Linked DNA regions of Mus musculus: all the other regions are linked to region 5. A link is a contact called in public ChIA-PET and HiChIP or PLAC-seq data. All regions are on one chromosome and are shown on one strand. The core of a region is the stretch at or near the end of the contact, and the rest is flanking DNA. Distances in the headings are between cores, read along the strand shown. Region 1 overlaps Slc39a11 (solute carrier family 39 (metal ion transporter), member 11). Region 2 has its middle 19 kb from the start of Slc39a11. Region 3 holds the start of Cpsf4l (cleavage and polyadenylation specific factor 4-like). Region 4 holds the start of 1700012H19Rik (RIKEN cDNA 1700012H19 gene). Region 5 holds the start of 2610035D17Rik (RIKEN cDNA 2610035D17 gene). Region 6 overlaps Slc39a11 (solute carrier family 39 (metal ion transporter), member 11). Region 7 holds the start of Slc39a11 (solute carrier family 39 (metal ion transporter), member 11).

Evidence for each region. ChIA-PET counts read pairs in DNA pulled down with a chosen protein or histone mark. HiChIP or PLAC-seq counts read pairs in DNA pulled down with a chosen protein or histone mark.
Region 1: a contact with region 5 is called in an RNA polymerase II ChIA-PET map of memory CD8 T cells, with 6 read pairs. The contact joins the enhancer-like site here to the promoter of 2610035D17Rik in region 5. A contact is called at or near these places in 1 of 15 datasets of contacts at CTCF or cohesin (the NIH/3T3 cell line), 9 of 115 datasets of contacts at active chromatin or transcription factors (embryonic stem cells, forebrain, memory CD8 T cells and 2 more) and 1 of 9 other capture datasets (embryonic stem cells).
Region 2: a contact with region 5 is called in an H3K4me3 HiChIP or PLAC-seq map of embryonic forebrain, with 5 times the contacts expected there. The contact joins the enhancer-like site here to the promoter of 2610035D17Rik in region 5. A contact is called at or near these places in 1 of 15 datasets of contacts at CTCF or cohesin (the NIH/3T3 cell line) and 11 of 115 datasets of contacts at active chromatin or transcription factors (astrocytes, embryonic basal ganglia, embryonic forebrain and 5 more).
Region 3: an H3K4me3 HiChIP or PLAC-seq map of embryonic forebrain shows a contact between it and region 5, with 4 times the contacts expected there. The contact joins the promoter of Cpsf4l here to the promoter of 2610035D17Rik in region 5. A contact is called at or near these places in 1 of 39 promoter capture datasets (embryonic stem cells), 5 of 484 Hi-C or Micro-C datasets (the G1E-ER4 cell line, the P5424 cell line, cortical neurons and 2 more), 7 of 115 datasets of contacts at active chromatin or transcription factors (embryonic basal ganglia, embryonic forebrain, embryonic hindbrain and 4 more) and 1 of 9 other capture datasets (embryonic stem cells).
Region 4: an H3K4me3 HiChIP or PLAC-seq map of neural tube shows a contact between it and region 5, with 3 times the contacts expected there. The contact joins the promoter of 1700012H19Rik here to the promoter of 2610035D17Rik in region 5. A contact is called at or near these places in 2 of 115 datasets of contacts at active chromatin or transcription factors (embryonic stem cells and neural tube).
Region 6: a FOXA1 HiChIP or PLAC-seq map of pancreatic cancer cells shows a contact between it and region 5. The contact joins the enhancer-like site here to the promoter of 2610035D17Rik in region 5. A contact is called at or near these places in 1 of 484 Hi-C or Micro-C datasets (pancreatic cancer cells) and 7 of 115 datasets of contacts at active chromatin or transcription factors (embryonic stem cells, forebrain, neural tube and 3 more).
Region 7: a contact with region 5 is called in an H3K27ac HiChIP or PLAC-seq map of embryonic stem cells, with 7 read pairs. The contact joins the promoter of Slc39a11 here to the promoter of 2610035D17Rik in region 5. A contact is called at or near these places in 1 of 484 Hi-C or Micro-C datasets (embryonic stem cells), 10 of 115 datasets of contacts at active chromatin or transcription factors (astrocytes, embryonic basal ganglia, embryonic forebrain and 5 more) and 1 of 9 other capture datasets (embryonic stem cells).

The regions. Positions count from the first base shown.
Region 1 is chr11:113,468,714-113,471,503 of GRCm38.p6, reverse strand. The region is part of intron 4 of Slc39a11 (solute carrier family 39 (metal ion transporter), member 11); the gene reads left to right. Among named protein-coding and RNA genes, the nearest start is that of Gm51928, 11 kb to the right of the region's middle. Within about 2 kb of position 1,378, at least 89 of the 459 cell types and tissues checked have an H3K27ac peak or open chromatin away from gene starts, as enhancers often do. A contact at or near this core is called in the NIH/3T3 cell line, memory CD8 T cells and pancreatic cancer cells, where this site is marked.
Region 2 is chr11:113,583,039-113,585,738 of GRCm38.p6, reverse strand. It overlaps a transcript of Slc39a11 not described here. Among named protein-coding and RNA genes, the nearest start is that of Slc39a11, 19 kb to the right of the region's middle. Within about 2 kb of position 1,433, at least 22 of the 459 cell types and tissues checked have an H3K27ac peak or open chromatin away from gene starts, as enhancers often do. A contact at or near this core is called in embryonic forebrain, where this site is marked.
Region 3 is chr11:113,708,223-113,710,922 of GRCm38.p6, reverse strand. It overlaps Cpsf4l (cleavage and polyadenylation specific factor 4-like), which reads left to right and starts at 1,397. Exons shown (of 8, transcript NM_026682.2): 1 at 1,397-1,536; 2 at 2,069-2,119. The coding sequence starts at 1,434.
Region 4 is chr11:112,823,736-112,826,435 of GRCm38.p6, reverse strand. It overlaps 1700012H19Rik (RIKEN cDNA 1700012H19 gene), which reads left to right and starts at 1,308. Exons shown (of 2, transcript NR_130164.1): 1 at 1,308-1,523.
Region 5 is chr11:113,200,563-113,203,262 of GRCm38.p6, reverse strand. It overlaps 2610035D17Rik (RIKEN cDNA 2610035D17 gene), which reads left to right and starts at 1,425. Exons shown (of 3, transcript NR_015556.2): 1 at 1,425-1,972.
Region 6 is chr11:113,536,328-113,539,319 of GRCm38.p6, reverse strand. The region is part of intron 3 of Slc39a11 (solute carrier family 39 (metal ion transporter), member 11); the gene reads left to right. Among named protein-coding and RNA genes, the nearest start is that of Slc39a11, 28 kb to the left of the region's middle. Within about 2 kb of position 1,484, at least 79 of the 459 cell types and tissues checked have an H3K27ac peak or open chromatin away from gene starts, as enhancers often do. A contact at or near this core is called in pancreatic cancer cells and thymic regulatory T cells, where this site is marked.
Region 7 is chr11:113,564,419-113,567,375 of GRCm38.p6, reverse strand. It overlaps Slc39a11 (solute carrier family 39 (metal ion transporter), member 11), which reads left to right and starts at 1,561. Exons shown (of 10, transcript NM_027216.5): 1 at 1,561-1,700.

The sequences.
Region 1 (2,790 bases), core at 129-2,628, 270 kb before region 5:
CCATGGACAGCTAACATCAGAGCCTGGCCAGCCTGTTTCTCCCTAGATCTGGTTGTTGGTAGCTTTGAGATACCCCAGCAGGGAAGCAAAGAGTACAGGTGACATGGAACACAGCAAAGGGCACCGTTGGGACCCGAGGCAGATGTGCCTGACGTCGGTCTACAGTGAGTTAGGAGGACAGCAGGGAACTTGGGGGTCTGGTACGCACTGCCATTCATGTCGCTGTGCTTTGCAGTTAGTTTGCCATTTTATCTTCTACCCGTGGGTAAAACAACACCCGAAAGGTGAAAAACGCTGGGAGTGCTGGGAAAGCCAGCAGCAAAGAATGCTGGGAATGCCAGCAGGAGCCCTGGGATGCTACTGCCTGAGGGTAATATGGCCCTCCCATAATGCTCTCTGGTGTGCCTGGTACGTGTGGGTGCCCGTGCATGCATGCACCTTCCATGGGAGTCTGACCTTACCCATCTCTCTTGCTTTAGACAGCATCTTACCATTCAGCACTGTGTGGACCTGGCTAGCGGTCCTAGGAGTGTGGGGAGGGTCTGGCCTCTGCATCCCATCTTCCTGTAGGAGTGCAGGGATCTCAGATGTGCACACTGCTGCACCCACACGTGGGTGCTGAGATCCGAACCCAGGTCATCAGGCTTATGTAGCAAGCCCTTTATCTATGGAGCTGGCCCTCTAGCCATATTGACTTAATTTGGGTGTGAGTTTGTGGGTGGTTCTGCGCTCTTTCTTCCTCACCTGGGGACAGCAAGCCACAATGAACAGAAAGTCAGCGTTTAGTTCTCCGTGTGTGCATTCTGCATCCTGAGGCCTTTTGTGTTCATGCGAGGCACATGCAGAATCACTCTCCTGCCCCCTGTCTGCCTCTCTGACCCACCTTCTTTTCATCTCATCTCTCCTTCCTCTTCTTTCTACTTCCTCTTTATTCCTTCTGAAAAAAAAAGTGCCATTCCTCTCAGCAGCTGCCTCTTTGAGGAGTGGGTGGCTTCCGTCTTGTGTATTGTGGGCCAGACACTGGCCTCAAACCACGCATGGTAAAAGTAATAATAACAACGGTAATAATTGTAATTCCACTGCACAAGCATGGAGATCCTCAATTCTGGAGCCTTAGAGGGGTGTGGCCTCCCACCCCCAGCAGCCCACTCTTGGCTTCCTGTACAGAGCTGGGTTAAGGGCCGTGGGTAGAAAGGGGGGAGGAAGGGCAGGGCAGGAGGCCGCAGGTGGGTGAGAAGGAAGCAGAGCATTTCTTTTCGCAGTTTGGGAAGGAGCTGTGTATATTTCGCGTTGCCATTTGGAAGCTGTTAGGTGATGCAGCAAGACTGAGCTGTCCAAAGCCCTTGTGGCGGCAGGAAGGAAGGTGACTCACTCAGCTAGGCACACGCAGGACTGAGGCAGAAAGTCAGGAACAGCTGGCACCAGTCACGTGTGTGTCCCAGAGAGATGTATGCCCCTTTGCCCATCTTGTGGGGCTGCCGGGTTTCAAGGAGGGAGTGTGAATGGAAAATCACTGGAGGTTAGAGTTAGTGAGTCCTGGAAGAGAAGCCTGCCACATCAAGGTAGTTACCACAGCACGAGAAAGACATGTTACCTGCTGCACAGGCTGAGGCTGTGTTTACCAAGGGCATCTGTGTACAGAACCCTGTCACCATCTCACCTGGACACCAGATGTGCAGCAAGACAGGGATTCCCCAGAACAGCAGTGCTGTCATCTCATGTCAAGAGCCACCTTAAGCCAGAAGAGAGCCTGTGGTGCTCGCCATTCTCTGTATGTGGCTGATCTCATCTAACCCTAGGCAGTGTTTCATTCTTCATGTATCTGCATCACATTCACACCCCCTCTACCCCACCCCTGTTCTTACAGTGACAGGCATATCTGAGCTGTGGTCAGTGTGCTGCTCTAGTAGATTTAAGGCCTCAGGCTTCTGAGGGGTCAACGTGTGACCGAGCGTGTGGGTGGTTGAGGGTGGTGGGTAGGCATGGACACAGCTAAGATACCCTGGCGCTGTTCCATCTATCCTCTTGGTGGTAGAGATGGTTCTGTGCTTAAGAACACTTGATGCTCTTGCAGAGGACCTAGGTTCAGTTCCCAGCAGCACATAGTGGCTCACAGTTATCCATAACTCCGGTTCCAGGAGAGCGTGTGCCCTCTTCTGACCTCTGTGGGAGCCAGCATTCAGGTGTCACACAAACGTAGATACATGCAGGCACACATGGAAAATAAGAAAAATAACGTCTGGGGGCGGGGCTCAGTTTAATTAAAAAAATGTTTACTTGGTTTTGTGTGACTGAGAGAGATATATTGAGAGAGACAGAGAGATAGACATACAGAGAGAGAGAGAGAGACAGAGAGAGAAAGAGAGAGAGAGAGCGTGAGCGCACAGGGCTGCACATGCAAAGGGAACTGCATGGAGGAAGATTCAGGAGTCTGTTCTCTACTGTGGGATCTAGGGGTCACACTCAAGTCTTCAGGCTTGCACCTCCTAAGCCATCTTTCTGGCCCTCAAAGGGCAGTTCCTGAGTGCACTTGGGGTGGGATCTTCCCATCATCCATCCATCCCCCTGCTCCCTAACACTTGGGTAGGAAGCCATACAGCCACCGGCATCTGAGATGGAGCAGCTGAAGGGTCTGAGGGTTAAGGGGTCGTCACGATTTGTTTTCTTTTTTTTTAAAATATCACCCTCAGAGAGGCCAGTCTCCACAGTAACCCACGGAACACACACACACACACACACACACACACACACACACACACACCTCCCTGTTTAATAATGGCGAAGCTTATG
Region 2 (2,700 bases), core at 184-2,683, 380 kb before region 5:
AAAATTCAGAACTCTTTTAGGCTTAGTTTGATCACATCATATCCATAAAGGAAATTATATATATAATTTATATATGCAAACATAGGAATAGGATCCTTACATACACAGAAAAATAATGGGATAATGGGATAAACCGGAAGAGGGATTATTTGATATCCTTGTCATTTGAGTATGATACTTTACCTTTTTCAAATCGCTCAAACTCAAGGTAGCTTTTTATTTTTATTTTTTTCACAGTATTTGCCTGGGGCCCTACTGATGCTAATCCAGACTGGTAGGTTTAAGACATACATTCAAGTCAGGCTTGGTGGTGTGTATCTGGAAACTGAGGTAGGGGAGTCATGTGTTCCTGGCCAGTTGGGGTCATGAGGAGAGTTTAAAATTAGCCTGGGTACATTGGTACTTTGGAACTCCATCTCAAAAGAAAATGTGTGTGCAGGGGTGGTGAGATGGCTTGGCGAATAAAGGGGCTTGCTGTTAAACCTGACAACCTGAGTTCGATTCCCTGGGTTTACAAAATGGATGGAGAGCACCAACTTCTACCACCAAGTTGTCCTCTGTCATGTGCTGTGGTGTGCACAGGTTTTTGGTGTGTGAGTGTATGTGTGTGTTTGAGACAAGGTCACATGTATTCCAGGCAGGACTCAAACTTATTCTGTATCCATGGACAAGTTTAAACTCCTTCCCTCAGGAGGCGGGGGATTACAGGTGTGTACTGCCACACCCAGTTCATACTATACAGAGGATGAAACCTAGGGCCTAGTGCATGCTGGGTAAGCTACAGTCCCCCAATCCAGCTTTTCCAAGATGCTAAATTGTGCTGGGAGGAGGTCAAGAACACATTTTTTGTTTTGTTTTGTTTTGTTTTTGTTTTTTGAGACAGGGTTTCTGTATAGCCCTGGCTGTCCTGGAACTTACTTTGTAGACCAGGCTGGCCTCGAACTCAGAAATCCTCCTGCCTCTGCCTCTCGAGTGCTGGGATTAAAGGCGTGCGCCACCATGCCCCACAAGAACACATTTTATAATTGGCAAAATATATACAGGCTTGCCTTCCTCCCAAGCAGTAAGGGTGGGTAAGGCCCCTGCCCCCGCTGGTCTGGAGGCAGTTATGGGGGGCTTTTGGCAGTCCCCAAACATCACGCTGTGACACAAATAGTAAACAGCACTCCTCTGCAGTGGGGGCAGAGCTGTGAGTGCCCCAGCCTGGGATGGCTTCTCAGCTGCCTTCTGTTAGATAGCTGGGGAGGATGCAGATGGATCACTGTGGCTATCAACAACAATCACTTCCCCACCCCCTTTTAGACAACGCCATCAGAAAGCGGCTGATGTGACTCAGAATGGTCCGGGAATGAAAGGCAAAAGGCTTCTTATTGCCTTCTGTGGGTTAAATAATAGAGAGCAGTTGTGGGTGGAGGGGCAGATGGCACGAGCTCCCAGCAGCTGGAGGCTGCTTGTCTTCATTACTGTCACCAACAGAAGGCTTCCTCTTAGACATGGGATAGCCTTTGGTCACCCAGCTGATTCTCTTCAGGAGCCTGCAGGGTTCAACCTGGCCTCTTTTTCAAGACTCTAATGAACCCGTTAGCTGGCAGGAGGCTCACACTCACTCCTGTAAGCACCTCTCTCCTTTGTCCGGACTTGTGGTCCTTAACTGGGGCCCTCTCTGGTCCCATGGGAGACTGCCTTAGCTGTTACATCCGAGTTTCTGCTAAGCAGGCTATTGTGTGTGCCCTGTCTGGCTTGGGTACTCCTCTGCGCTGTGTTTGGGAAGCTGTAGCCAAACAAAGCAGCCTCTGAGGTCCAGATGATCCGGTTGCCCCACCCTTTCCTGAAACACAGAGACAAGAAAATGGACCAAGGATTTGGTTGGTGTCTGGTGCAGCCTCTTACAGGGCAAGGCCCTAATTGTATACAAAATGCTGTCTTTCACCCAGCACTGAATTTGGAAGGTTCCCCTTGGTGTAAACACAAGAAGAAATAGTGCATGCCTGGAGCCATAGATAGAGTGAGGGACAACTCCCATGTAGTGGTTCGGTATCCTTCGTGCATGTCCTGGGGAGCTGGCTGAGGTTTGGGCCCAGGGTCATCCACTCAGAAGCCTGGCACTCTGCATCTTTAATAGACCCCCGTCTATGCTGGGTGTGTGAGCATCACAGGTTGAGAGGCAAGGCATAAACCTGACCCCTGAGGCCCCGTGGTTAGGACTGGCATTGTTCCTTTCAGGGCTAAAACGGGGAAGCCCTTCTTGAAGCTCTGTAGCTGTGTGTTCAGTTTTCCTTCACTGTTGCGACCCAGCAGCCTGGGCACTGACTCAATGGCCCTGGGAAGATCTGGATGGTTGGTCACCCGGGGGAGGGCTGTGTGGTTATGTGTGTGTAGGTGTGTGTGTGTGTGTACACATGGGGAGGCCGGAGGATAACTTTGGCTGTTATTCCCAGGAGGACTGTCCATCTTCTTTCAGGACATCTCCTTGTCCTGAAGCTCATTAATGAGGCTAGCTTGGAGCCAGGGATCTTCCAGTCTCTACCTATCACGGAGGGGATTGTCGGGGACAACTTAGGTGTCAACCTCAATCTTGCACCTTGTCTGAGACAGGCTCTCTTGATTGATTGCTTACAGTTGTGTACCTCAGATTAGCTGGCCCTCGAGGGCTTCAGGTTATCCTCCTGGATTGTAGTTCCTCTGCCTGCCATCTTGCCA
Region 3 (2,700 bases), core at 148-2,647, 510 kb before region 5:
GCTTTCCGCACCTTGGTTGCCCCCTCTGCCTTCTCTAGCAGACCCATGGGACTCTCAAATAATCCCAAGGTGACAGACCAAGGACCTAATCAATACCTAAGGATAGGGTCAAGAGATGCAAGAGCCTCTTCCCCAGGGACCCTTGATCTCCAGCCCTAGACAGCCATTCTGCCTACAGTCCCGGGTACAGGGTGATCCCAGGCTACTCTTACTCCAGCCCCACCCAGCTCCAAGGCCATTCCCAGCGCGGATCTATCTCTCCAGCTGCTGTCTTTTCAGATCTGGAGTTCAAAAGAACAACAGATCTAGGCATAACAGCCGCAGGAAACAAAGCTGGCAGGCTGGATCCTGTCGGCTCAGCCACAGGCCTGCAGCGCCAAGCTTACCTCTCCCCGCTGGGTCCCGGGGAGGAGATGTCTCTAGTTCTAGTTCCTAGGGCCTAAAAAGCCCACATGTCCTGGTAACAGTGGCTCCTGGAGAGGCCAGGCCACTTCAGGACCCAGGAGGGGGAAGGAAATAGCCTGGTTTAATTAGAGCTTTAAAAATGCTCCTAAGAAAGCCGATTCTGAGGTCCTCAGCCCTTCAGGGCAGGGTTGGCCTAATAATAATAAAACAACATTTGCATGGATATTTCATTTACAAAGCATTTTCTCCGGGTAAGGGAGGCTCTGGGGTGGCCCAGTGGATTCCTCGCTGGGAGGTCACCCCCAGCCTTGGGTCGGTTCCACCTCCTTCGGAGCTTACCATTGTGATTGCCTGCGGGGTAAACAAAGGGCCCTTCATGGAACTGTTTCCGATGCTTCTGGCCTGCATTCCTTTTGTCCCCCCCCACCCCCCTTCCAGGAAGAGCACGCTTGGGGTTTGTCATTCCGTCTAGAAAAGAGGCTCAGAGGGCCTGGTGGGAGGGAGAGTGGCTGGGACCTAGTGGAGGAACCTTTCCTCTGTCCCACACACCCTCTGACTACCCCCATCCCACTCCACCCAACACCTGGGCATCGCTGTATGCAGTAGGTTCGCATCAATGGGTAGTTATATCCCCACACATACAATGGGACACTGGTTTGGCAACGGCTCTGTTCTGTGATCGGCAGAGATAAGCAGGTGTGAGTCTTTGCCAATCCCTTCCCCAGCTGAGGATGGGGGTTGTGTGAACAGTGTGGGGGTGTGGGGCCCTGGAAGGCCTGCACCTGCATGGGTGGGTGGGAGGGCTGAGGCAGCCGAGGAGCCTCTGGGGGTACACTCAGCCAGAAAGTCACGTGCAGTCACCTGGCCCCTTGAAGGAAGAGGTGACCTGAGAGGGTGAGAAAGAGGGGCCAGCATCAGATAGGGCCTGGCCCCGTTAATTAGGATTAGGTGCGGATGGGCTATATAGGAGCCACCTGCGGGGGTTCTGGCATCTTGGCTCTTTCTGCTTTTCCGGCGGGAGACGGAAGATGGAGGAGGTCATTGCCGGGCTGCAAGGGTTCACGTTCGCCTTTGAGCTGGATGTGGAATCGCAGAAGGGCACTGGGCTACTGCCTTTCCAGGGCATGGACAGTGAGTGGCGATGCCTGTGTCCCCTGCTCAGGTCCTGGAGGTGCTGTGCGTCTCTCCCACACAGCTTCTGGGTATTCACTGCCCGGGATAGAAAGGCAGACTTCCGAGCTGCCAGAGCTCCCTGGGTGCCCCCGAAACCTTCCACCTCCTGCCTCAGAGGTGGGCTGAGTTTAAGTGGAATTTAGAGACTGGTTCTGGGCGGTGGGGGAAGGGTTTCGGAAGAGGGTACCCCGTTGACTCAGCCTCCACAGACGGAGACAAATGAGAACTGGTTTTGATGGTGGACTGGGGCCGCCAAGGGGCTGAGAGGCAGGCGGGAGGATTGTGGCGGTTCTGTCCAACCTGAACTACAGGGCGAGACAGTTGCATAAACAGACGGGCAAAGGAACAGGTAAACAACAAAACTCCAAAGCCCAGCCAGAGAGAGTAGTCGGGGCCCACGCAGCTCCAAGCCCGGAGGCTTAGGTGGGACTTGCCGCAAGGCTCCAGCTCTGGGAACGCCACCTTCTCCTCCGGTTTCTTTCTCCTCCAGAGTCCAGTTCAGCTGTGTGCAACTTCTTCGCTAAAGGGCTCTGTGTGAAAGGTGAGTGAGTCAGGCCTGGGCTGGGCCGGGACAGGAACGGCTGTGGGGACCATGCTGGGTTCAGCTGGGGACTAGGACGTAGTGTGAGCTTGGCTCCTGGACTAGATAGGATCCAGCCTCTGTCATGAGCAAGAAGGTAGCCAGCCATGTGTAGTTGGTACCACAGAAGTTGTGTTTTATTATGCTGAGGGTCACCACACAAGGCTCACACTCTCAATTCCTAACTACGGTCATATTATTATCTGCTCAAGGCTGCTCACCTGTGCGACGACATACCTTAGCTAGTTTATGACAGAAGTCTCTGATTTGAACCCCACCCTGGCTACTGGTCTTCTTTTCTGGATTGGAGGTCACTTTGAGGTTCCTCCAATAGCAACATACAGTGGTCTACATACCTAACCCCTAACAGTAGTGTTTCTAATTCACCCTGAAGCCCGGCTATGGACTCAGGTGAAGAGAGTCTTAAGGGGCCTGCCGTGGAGAGCCTTAATATTCGGTTCCTATAAGTCAGGAGGCTGGGGGTGGGGCAGAGAGGACCTGGAGCCCTTTCGGGATGATTGCATGAGAAGAAGAGGAGCTCA
Region 4 (2,700 bases), core at 59-2,558, 380 kb after region 5:
CATAGAATGGATTGATTTACATATTGCTTTGCATGTGATTTGCATCACATTAGGTTATTCCTTCTTCCAATGAATATTTATCAGCAGTCACATACCATGGAAGATGCTATATAATGTGAACTTCGGAATAAGATGCAAAATCCTCTATGCCAAACCTTTGTCGCTTTTTACTCCCAGCCTCTAGCCTTTTTCCAGCATGCTAATCCATTTCCCCGCCTACTTTTTGGGGGGGACAATTTTTTATTTTTGTGGGGGGAGACAATTTCTTAATAAAAGATGATCTTGAGATAATGGCTGGTACCTGAGAAATCAGAAACACTGGCCCTTCAAGACATTTTCCCAGTAACATTGTGGACTTATTTAGGAGTTTCCTTTTAGATCCAACAGGAGTCTAGTGTCTGGCTTTCATGAGCCTTGGGAACACAGCAGAAGCAACCAGGACTTTATCCCTCTTAATGTTGAAGAAGTCAAAGTGGAGCTATGGATCTTAGGAAGAATGTTCCAAACATTATTTTACAGTTCCTCCTCCCCGAACCTCCACCTTAGACAAGCTTAAGCACAATTGGAAGCTACATGAGATTCGATGCAATGTCTATTTTCCAGATTCTGTTTTGTTCCAGGGCTCTGTTGCCTGAAGGAAGAGACACAGTGAAAAAGTTGCCTGCGAGAGCTCACAGTGTGTCTTCTCCATCCATATGTTACTCTCCTGTATCCATTTGAAGGTGCTGTCCTTGCCTGATGGCCGTGTTATGCCTGTAAGCTTGTACAATGCATCTGTCCTAATTGCTTCAGAGAATCCCCTACTGGCAGATCATGGACCCTGTAGGAGACGATGCCATTGTAGATGTCAGATTGGTCCTGATCTTGCTTTTGCAACAAATCCACTCAGGACGATGAATTGCAGGATCCAAAAGGATGACTAGCAAAGCCCTCTTCCAAATGGCAAGGCTAAGATCTGGCTCTCTCCTTCTCCTCATCACTCCATCTTGGAGTCCTTGGCCTCGAGTCACATGAACCGGAGTTTGCAAGCTGTTTCAGTGGTCCAGCTGCAATGTCACTTCGGCCCTTGTTCCAGGACTCTGTAACAGCACAGCACAATTGTAAGGAAGACTGGGAATTGGGGATAGGTTATGACCAAAATCCTACATACCTCACTGTGGGCCCCAGAGGAGTCATCTTCCATAGCCTTCATTACCTCCTCCACTGAAAAATGGGGATAATGCCCTCTAGACTGTAGGGCTCCTGTGTTAACACTGATAACAATAACACTGACAGAATGTTTAGAATCACCTAGGAAACAGCCTGTTGTCATGACCATGACCATGACCATGACCATGACCATGATGGAGTCTCTAGACTGGGTAAATTCGGGTGGGAAATCCCAATCTAAATATGGGCAGCACCATGGGCTGAAATCCTGGACACAATGAAAAAGAGAAACTACACACTGGGACCAGAAGATCCTGCCATCTAAGATCCTGCCACCCTAAGATCCTGCCATCTCGCCTTCCTCACCGTCACAGGTTGTCTCCCTCAAACCTGAGCCCAAAGAAACCTTTCTGAAGTTGCTTTTGTAAGATAACTTTCTCAGAGCAATGAGAAAATCATCCCATGCCATCTCGTGAGGGTCAAAGAGAATCTACTTCGGAAGGTACCCCTCAACACAGTGCCAGGCACAGACAGGAGCCACAGGAGTGCTCCCCGTTCCTCCTCCCTGCTAGTTTCTTGTTAAGCCCGTAGGGAAAGATGAGGCAGAACGGGTCACAGATGGTTTTAATTGGGTGATCCAGGATATGCAAAGATACCCTGTGGATTCCTGGCCTGTCTTCTCAAGACAAATTAGTACCATGTAACTGTTTGAAAAGAACAGGTTCTCCTAGTCCACTCTGTGTCCTTCCTAAGGTTTTGGGTCTGTGTCATAAGAATAAAGGACACTGCCTATGAACACTAGGATGCTGAATTTTAAAGCCATAGTAGTTGGCTGGATGGCTCTTGTGAGCTGCACAGAGAGAGGGGCAAGAGGCACGGCCTTCAGATTAGGAACCCCGTGCCAGGAGCTGACTCAGTGTGCCTTTGTTTATTGGGGAAGCTGGAGGTGGGTGGAGGTTGTGTGTACAGATGGGCTGTCTCTGACTCAAGTCTCTAAGGTTTGGGAAACACTCTTTGGAAAGGCTTGGCTGACACCTAGGCTGCACATGTCCTGTGACACAGACACAGACGGAGACACAGACACAACACATACAGAGACACAGACAGACACACACACACATACACTAAATAAATAAATGCAATAAAAAATAAGAAGAAAAACATACTATGTGCTACAAATAATACAAATTGAATGGTAGTGGTGGTGGTTTTAAAATTTAATTGTTGGAGATTAGCGAGATGGCTCCGTTTCAAAAAATACTTGCTCCTCTTCTGGAAGAGTTTGGACCTCAGCGCCTACATCAGATAGGGCTTTAAACAACTGCCAACTCCAGGTCCAGGTATCCTGATTCTCTCTGGCAGCATCCAGGGACACCTGCACACACGTGGGGCACCCCCACCACCACCCACACACACATAATTTTAAAAATCAAAATAAATCATCGAAAGAAAATTATCTTTGTGAGAGCTGGGTGTGGTGGCGCACACCTTTAAACCCAGCACTTGCAAGGCAGAGGCAGGGGAAGCTCTGAGTTTGAAGCCAGCCTGGTC
Region 5 (2,700 bases), core at 176-2,675:
GTTAGTTCTTCTTTCCGTTATATTTTGGGCTTTCTTGTTCTCTTTTCTTCACGTTATTCTGTGCCCACGTGTACTTGTTTACGTGTATACACAGAGCTTTGGCTAGGTTCCTCATATGAAGCAGATGGCACGGCTTTTTCTTTCTGAGATTATATGACCTTGCTTAATATTATCCACTCTAAGCCCATCCATTTTCCTGCAAAAATTTTGAAATTTCAGTTTTCCCTAAGAGCTGAATAGTATTTCATTTTGTATACATACCAGATTCTCATTATCCATTTATCTGCTGATTGACATCTTGATTGAGGCTGGGTTTTTTGCTGTAGCAAATAAAGCATCAATAAACACCGTGTGTGTGTGTGTGTGTGTGTGTGTGTGTGTGTGTGTGTGTGTATGTGTGTGTGTGTGTGTGTGTGTGTGTGTGTGTATGTGTGTGTGTATGTGTGTGTGTGTATGTGTATGTGTGTGTGTGTATGTGTATGTGTGTGTGTGTGCAAAAAACTCTATGGTAGGATATGGACTTCTCTGGGTATATACCCAGGAGTAAAATTTTGGGTCATATGGGCAGCTCTATTTTCAACTTTTCGAGAAATCTCCCAACTGATCTACCTGAACACTGGCTGAATTAACTCCCCCTCCCACCAACAGTGAGTAAGGGCTACTCCCTCTGCCCAGCTTCTCCAATGTGTCCTGACAGACTTGTCGACAACAGTAATTCTCACTGGGGTGGGACAGATCTCATCAGAGTTTTATTTTGCATTTCCTTTATTATCCATCTGAGTTCCCTTTCCTCTTGGCTTTCCTCTCTCTCTCTCTCTCTCTCTCTCTCTCTCTCTCTCTCTCTCTCTGTCAATTCAGTTCAGCTGCCCGTTTCTTGATTGGCAGTTTTACCTCTTTGGTATTTAATGTCTGCGTTTCTTTGCAAATTCTAGATAGTAACCCCTTGTAGCTGGCACAGATTTCCCCCTTCTGTGGGCTGTCACTTAACTCTACAGGTTCCTTTGCTTTCCACAGCTTTTTGTTTTCATGCAGCCTTGAGTTGATTTATTTACAAGGTGAAAATATGCAATCCAATGTATGACTTTGTCTCCTTTGTCAAAAATTAAGTGGCTGTTTAGTGTCAGTTGCTTTTGACAGTATTTTATCACAGCAACGGAAAAGAAACTAAGGCAACGAGATAACTTCTAGAAGAAGAGATAAATTCCAGAACAGAATGGAATCTCTTCGTTACAAAGTTTGCGAAGGGAGGTAGCTGTGGTGAGTCTACCCTTTGCCAATATTCTCCATGAGCGGAAGGAGTAAGAAGACAAAACTACAACTCCCAGGATACCATTCGGCCAATCGACCACTTTACTCCGCCCTCTGGCCGTGCCCACCCGCAAACCCGTCTCTATAAAAAAGGCTGGAATGGCCCAACGGCTCGCAGAGCTCAGTGGTGGCGCAGAAAGTGTTCACTTCTTCTGTTTCGGGCTGTACGCTGTGGTTCTGCGCCTCCAGGGCTTTGCTGCCTGGCGAGCGTCCTCCCTGTACCACAGGATCCTTGCCCGACTACAAACCCGAGGCTTCTATTAGGATAGTCTGGATTCGCCATAGGGGTTTCTCCTAGCGCGGATTGTGTGTTTGCGTTGGCGATGCTCATAGAAGAAAGGCGCAGAGCTGTACGAGGAGGCGGGATGCACGGGTCAGAGCCCTCGGTGGCCTCCGCCCGCTGCTCTTGGCGCCGGTCCGCTCCTGGAGATAGCGCGGCAGCCGCCTGGGAGGCGAAGCGCGTAATCTCCGCGCTACCCACGCGGGGCCGCGGCGTGGTGGCCGCACTTTGGCTTTGGGCGCTGGATGGACAGTGGGGTAAAGGGTTGGGGTTCCCCTAACGTGGATTACTTGGTGCTTATCAACTGGATTTAGAAGACTCTCGACCTGGTCTCCATCATCCGTGGGTTGTCTTTCCATCTCCCAGCCGCTCTTTCACCTGGAGGTAAGTTTCCCCCCCGCAGTGCGCAGTTGTGGATTTGATTTGCCCTTCTTTAGCCTTGTGTTGGTTTTTGAAGGTTTAAGGATTGACGTCCGGGAAATCATTTTAGCAACCCTCAGGTGGACCCTACTAGCTCAGATCTCTGTAGTCAGCGGCTGTTCTGGGCTCATCGTCCTGTCCTGCGGCATGGATAAGCCATTGGTTACCCCGCGCCAGGACAGAGAGCGCCTGCCTTCTTGGCACTTGCCTTTTGGCAGGGTTGGTCCTTTGGGACCCTTTGCTTTGCTAGCCATGCCTCTCCAGGAAGCTGCCCATTGCACGCAGCGGGCTGCTGAGGCACAGTGTTTGCAAGAGGCCACGGGGGCTGGGTAGCCGTGGGAGCGCTTGGTGGATACTGCATTATTTTCAGGACTGGGCTGCTGTGGAGTTGATGGAGAGATGGGTATTGGCCACCATGTGAGTACAGTTTACCAGGGCAGGAATTTGGTCCAGTGTTTGCACCTACCATCCTCCTCCTCTTGGTGTGACTTTTATGATGAAGAAGACTTTTGCCTTAGGTCTTGAGACATAACTGTAAATCATAGGAGTCAGTACTCAATAATAGGTCTCTCTCCTCCTTGTCCTTTTGTGATTGCGTTGTAGTAGGGAGGTTGGTACCTGTCACGAGGTTGTCTGAGAGTAGGTGTTTGTTGAATGAATGATAGAGCTTCCCCACCCTAAATTACACCAGG
Region 6 (2,992 bases), core at 235-2,734, 340 kb before region 5:
GCCAGTCGGGTGTTTGCCATGCACGCATGTGGACTTGGGCTTGGATTCCTGGGACCATTGCACAGGGCAGGCAGGGCAGCATGTTCCTGTAATCTCAATGCTGGGGAAGCTGAGACAGAGGGGTCTCTGGGGCTCACTGAGCAGCCAAACTGGTGGAAATGATGTTCAGTGAGAGACCTTGTCTCAAGCAAACAATGTGGGGAACAAATGAGGAAGTCACCCCGTGTTGACCTCTGGCCTACACACACACACACACACACACACACACACACACACTCACACACACACACACGAACATGTTAACTCACACCACTAAGTATCATTTGACGTTGTGATCTCCCTTAGGGAGTCGCTAAGGCCAAAGCTCCTGGGAGCTCCAGTTCAGGTGGGCATTGCACATGGGACCTGCTTGTAAGCAGTTGAATTGTACTTAGAGCTTAGATTTAAAACGAGACCAGGCTGAGGGGCCAATTGCTTTTCAGCTCTGCTTCCACAGTGCAGTGGGAGTCAGTGTTACATCAGACTGGATGTTTGAAGCCCAGATATGTCCTGGGTGACGGTGTTTGCTTTAAGAAACGTATTTCCTGGAATTTCATCAGTGATGATCTATGGCAGTTGGTTAGGTGCTGGAAGGCCCCTTTGGCTCTAGTCTTGCTGGTATTCAAGTATTTCATGAGAGCTTGGCTCTCAGCTCTGGGCCCAGACCTTGCCAGGCACTTGGGGATTACAGTGGTGACTCAAGCCTATTGCACAGGGACCATTTCAGGGTGGACTCTAGAACCCATATGCCAAGCATAGGTGTACACCATGTTCTCATGAGTTGGCTTCCTTCCGTAGGAACAGTGCACACTTCCTTCCAAAGATTTACAAATGGATATAACTTATAGCACCCCCAGGTCCAATACAGCTATTTCTTTTAAGAAACTGAATAGGAATATTAATTGCGACTTTATTTGTATTGCCCTCTATTAAAATCAGCCTAAAGGTCTTATTGCAACTGAGTAGAAGCACAAATTGAGGCCTAGCCATGTAAAGCCATGCATAAATAAAAACAATAAGGTACTTGAGCATATAGAGTGATTGGATCTCTCAATAACAACGAAGGGAGACAAATGTAGAAGAAAATGGATCTGAGCTAGAATGAAGGCTCAGTGGTTAGGAGCACCAGCTGATCTTCCAGGGGACCTGGATTCAGTTCCCAGCACTCACATGGTGGCTCACAAGCATCGGTAACTAGTTCCAGGGGATCAGATGCTCTCTCTGGCCTCAGCAGCCACCTACACTTAGGTGGTGCCGGACCACACATATACACGTAAACTAAACACATAAATATAAAGAAGAAAGCAAACATTATGATTTCATCCACTTAAAATACCACAAACGGCAAGCGAGTTGACAGAAGGACAATGAGTCACTGACTGTGGCATGAGAAGACAGGGAGTGACAATCAGTAGGCCATGTGACTCTGGCGGTGGCAAGTATATGTGCTACTGTGATCACAAGGTCTTGAGTTTAAACCTACTCAGAAATGGCAGTCCTCAACCCCGTGGGTCTCCACCTCTCTGGGGTTTGAATGGGTCTTTCACAGGGGTCATGTGTTGTTTATCTTGTGTATCAGATGTTTATATCACAATTTATGAGAATGGCAAGATTACAGTCATGAAGTAGTCACAAAAATAACTTTATGGTTGGGGTCACCAGAACATGAGGAACTATATTAAAGGGTCACAGCATCAGGAAGGTTGAGAACCACTGTAAAAAGTCACATTTTATCCTTCAAACATGGACGGTTTCTATCACTTCCATTTTAAAAGTGATCCCACCCACCAAGACCAAACACAAACAAGAAACTCCTGGGCCATCCGTTTCCCTTGAGAAACTGTATTTAGCAATACACACGTCAGTTCAAGCCCAGTCCGCCCCAGCCTTTGGCAAGGGCCGCACTACTTGACTGGAAGTGAAGCCCCACGGCGTTGACAACTGGGCAGGGGAGATGGCTGAGTGAGTGAGGCCTTTGCCACCCAACCATGAAGACCAGTTCACATCCCCAGAAACACATAAAGCCTGCCATGCTAGCACACACGTGTAATACCAGTACTTTTATGATGAAGGAGACATGGAGACAGGAGACTCCCCAAGAGCATGTGGGCCGCTCACCTGTCACACTCAGCAGTGAACTGTAAAGAAGCCCTGTGTTAAATGAGGAAGAAAGTGAAGACTTAACACTTTGGAATGTCCTTTCACTTCTATAAGTGGGGTGTGGCATATGTATACCCATATACAGACACACACACATACACACACGCACGAACGCACAGGAAACGTCAAAGTTGTTTCTTTGTGAGTCACCAAAGACATTGTTCTAGACTGGAATTTTTCTGCTGCCAGCCTTTTCCTTTCCTCTGCAGCCACAGACTCAAATCAAGCAGCTCAGAGGCCACTTGAATGCAGAAAAGCCTTTAGATTTTCTGAGGCTGACTGTATCCTTGAGAGAGATTTGAGCGCACAGACCCTGAGTGCATCCGGACCGTCACCCTCCAGGCCCTTGGTGACAGAACCACAGTGTCTGTGCAGGTGCTTTTCTCTGCAGCGCCTCGCTTCCGACCCCCCTCCAGCTAGCTGTTGTCCATGTGCTGTGACATTATGTCAGGTGGCTGGGGACTTCCTGCCAGGAAAGGGATGAAGAACCCAGAGGCGTGTCACTGAGCATGTTGGGGTGACCTCTCGACGCTTACAGACTGGTGGGTGTGAGTGGCTTCAGGTCCAGGGACTGATGGTGACACACACCAGGCTAAGGATTTGGGGAGGTTAGGGAGTGGAGGCCAGATCTCTGTACACATCTGCCTCTCAGAGGACGCTCCAGTGTGGCAATGGTGTGTGACAATCGTACACACCTGTATACACTTCCCCAAGTGAGATGAAGAAAATCCATGTTTCCTCCCAGGGAGTTCTTGTTCCCTGAGTCACTGTCATGCAGACATTGAAGACTTCT
Region 7 (2,957 bases), core at 312-2,811, 360 kb before region 5:
CGGAGTTAAGAGTTAGATAGAACTGGGATTAGAAAGGACTTCCTAATAGATTTGCTTAGGAGAAAAGTCACACAAATCCACATCAGATCATACAAGTGGAATTTAACTAAGGAGCACAACTTTCAAAATACCCCAAAGATAATAAGCAGTGTGCACAAAGACCTGTTAGAGAAAAGCGAAGCTTAGGAATGCTAGGATGTGAGTATTTACTCTCCAGGATCGCTCAATCGTTAGACTTTGATTCCCACGACAAGGGAGACGACCCTGACTTAACAACCAGCCATTAGGTTTTTCCCATATGGAAGACATACCCCTAAAGGGCAGTTGGGGCTGGGGTGGATGGGAGTGCAGGGTCACAACCATTGTTAAATCCAGGTCTGCCATGAAATCCTTTGTGCTGCTGTCTAGAAAACCATCATTCCACCAGGTGGACAAGATGACCCTGGGTAACAACTATTCAGAAAGAGAACAGCACCGGCTGCACTCAAAATCGTTCTGGCAGCGTGCAATGTCTTTGCTGTGTAAATCTCCTAGCTGCCTATGTGGCCAGACTTGCAGTCTGCAGCCTCTTTTTAAGTTGCTCAAAGGGTTACCTGGGTCCAGGACCTGAGATTGAAGGATGTCAATGTATGTGAAATGCTTAAGCCTAGCGTGTATATAAGTTAATAAAACCTGGTGGGAGCTGATTGGGCATTCGCTGAGAGCTGGACAACCACCCTAAGAGAGTTCTTCCTTCATCGCTGCGAATACAGAGTGGTCCTCACTAGGAAGGCACACCGCTCTCTAAGAGGGTAATAGATGCCTGCTCTTACTGTCTTCTTTGTATACTCCAACTGCAGGCTGTTCTCCTGTCCTGAGTACTTTATGCTTGGGCTGCCAAATGCAACACTGACCACTCATTTAACTTTACATTTCAAAAAACAGTCATGACATTTGCATGTGTGCATCCCTTACAGGGCACAGGGCATACTTATAATAAGAAACTATTTGTTGTTTTCCTGACATTCAAATTGAACCAGATATCTGGCCTTCATTTTATTGCAGCTAAATCTAGTCAAGGTGTTTTCATAGAAGCCCTGGAGCGGAAAGCCTATGACCTGGGGTGATGCTTCGCATATGTGGCCCTCAGTGGGTCCTCAATATTGACATTGACAGGCTGTAGTCAGCAAGTGAAAGATTGCAAGCTCAAGTAGAATGCAGAGCCTGGGCATCCTTCTAATGGAAGGTATTGACCTTGAGAATAAAGCCATTGACCTTCAGAATGTTGCCCATCTTGACACTGGCTCCGTAGCTCAGTTAGGACCTATGTTGTCATGTTTAGGACATATGACAAAAGATGTAGACAACATTAAGTACGTCAGAACTGATCCAAAGTGCCCCTTCTTTGGGTGTCTGTAGCCTCCCCAAGATTTCCTGGGGTGTGTGCACTGCCCTAGGCCTTCGCCTTTGCATTTGTGGACTTGGGGGAAGGGGAGAGTGCTGCTTTTGCCCGCCCGCCTCTGTTCCTGCGAGCACGGAAGCCTGTGAACCTGAGACTTTATTCTCCAGGCAGGATTCGCCGGTTGCGAAGGGGCGGGGCCCGGCGGTGGAGGGCCACGTGTGCTGGAGTGAAGCAGGAAGTGACCGCGAGAGTGGAGCCGGGCGAGCGAGTGGCATCGGGGGCTGATGGAAGTGGAGAGGGGGCTGGAGAGGGCACCCTAGTGAGTCGCCTTTTCTCTCCTTCAGGCCCGGGGTGCCGGGCAGTCTCGAGAGTGTGCAGCGGCCTGGAGCTTGCAAAGGGGTGCCCTAAGGTGCAAGTCCTGGAAGAGCAGCAGGGGCTGTGACAGGTGGCAGGGGGAGGAGGGTGTTTGGGACCCCTCTGCTCCACCCTAGGATGAGCTGGAGACAGTGATGCGAAGCTCCTGAGTGCACAGCCAAGGGTCTCTTCATTCATTGTTTCATGGTGGTGTGTATAGGGGACAAGGGACCTGTGGTATCAGTGGCAGCCATTCGGAGGCCCCTCCCACCTCCACCTGTGGCAGGTCTGGGGGAGGCTGGAGAGCCGGCAGCATGCCTGCCTCCTGGAGAACTTTTTCATGTTCATGCTAGTGGTCCAGATCCTGAATCTGTCTCATGGGCGTCTCTGGTAAAGTCCGGTCCACGAGTTCTGTGCCAGCTCCCTTAAGCCCACGCAGTGCCTCGCTTTAACTAAACCAGCGTTTTGAAGTGCGGAGGCAACATTTAAAAGACAGGGAAAGAGACAGAAAAGGACAGAAGGAAATTTACTGGAGTCATGGGAGCTGGCTGCTCTGTGCTGTCAGCCCGCTGTTGGCTTCTCTCAAGTTATAGGATGGGTGGAGAATGGTCCCCTGTCCTGGTCACTGGTCCAGTTTATGATGTCAATATCCAGCTCTGGAGAAAGTCTGAAGCAGACTGCCTGGCAAGATTTAACTCCCCCATGGAGTTAAATAAGGTGCAGATTTGGGGAATCCCACAAGTGTGTGATGTCGCCTGCGCCCTGTGCTTTTACGTAGCTCCAACGGCTGGAGATGGAGCCCCTATGGTAGAGTGCTTGCTTACCATGTACAAAGCTCTGAGTTTGATTCCCCAGTACCACAAAAACCAGCTATTGTAGCACACTCTGGCAATTCCGGCTTTGGGAGGTGGAAGGCAGGAGGATCAGGAGTTCAAAGCCACTCTCTGCTACACAGTAAGTTCCAGGCTACATTAAAAAAAAAATCATCTAAGTAGCTCTCAAGAGGGACCAGACATCTGGCTTTCCACCACCCTTAGAGAGTAGCCAGAGTTTTCAAACAGTGAGTGGAAGAAGAGGCGTGCTGGGCTCACACTGTGATAAGTGGTGGGTGGCCAGGGCTCTGAGTTCTCAGGAACTCAGTTATGCAGTGAACTTAGAAGAGTGTTTTCCTATCTCTCTGGCCGCCATGGAGACGCACAACTCCCTTTGGTTTGATTTTGCT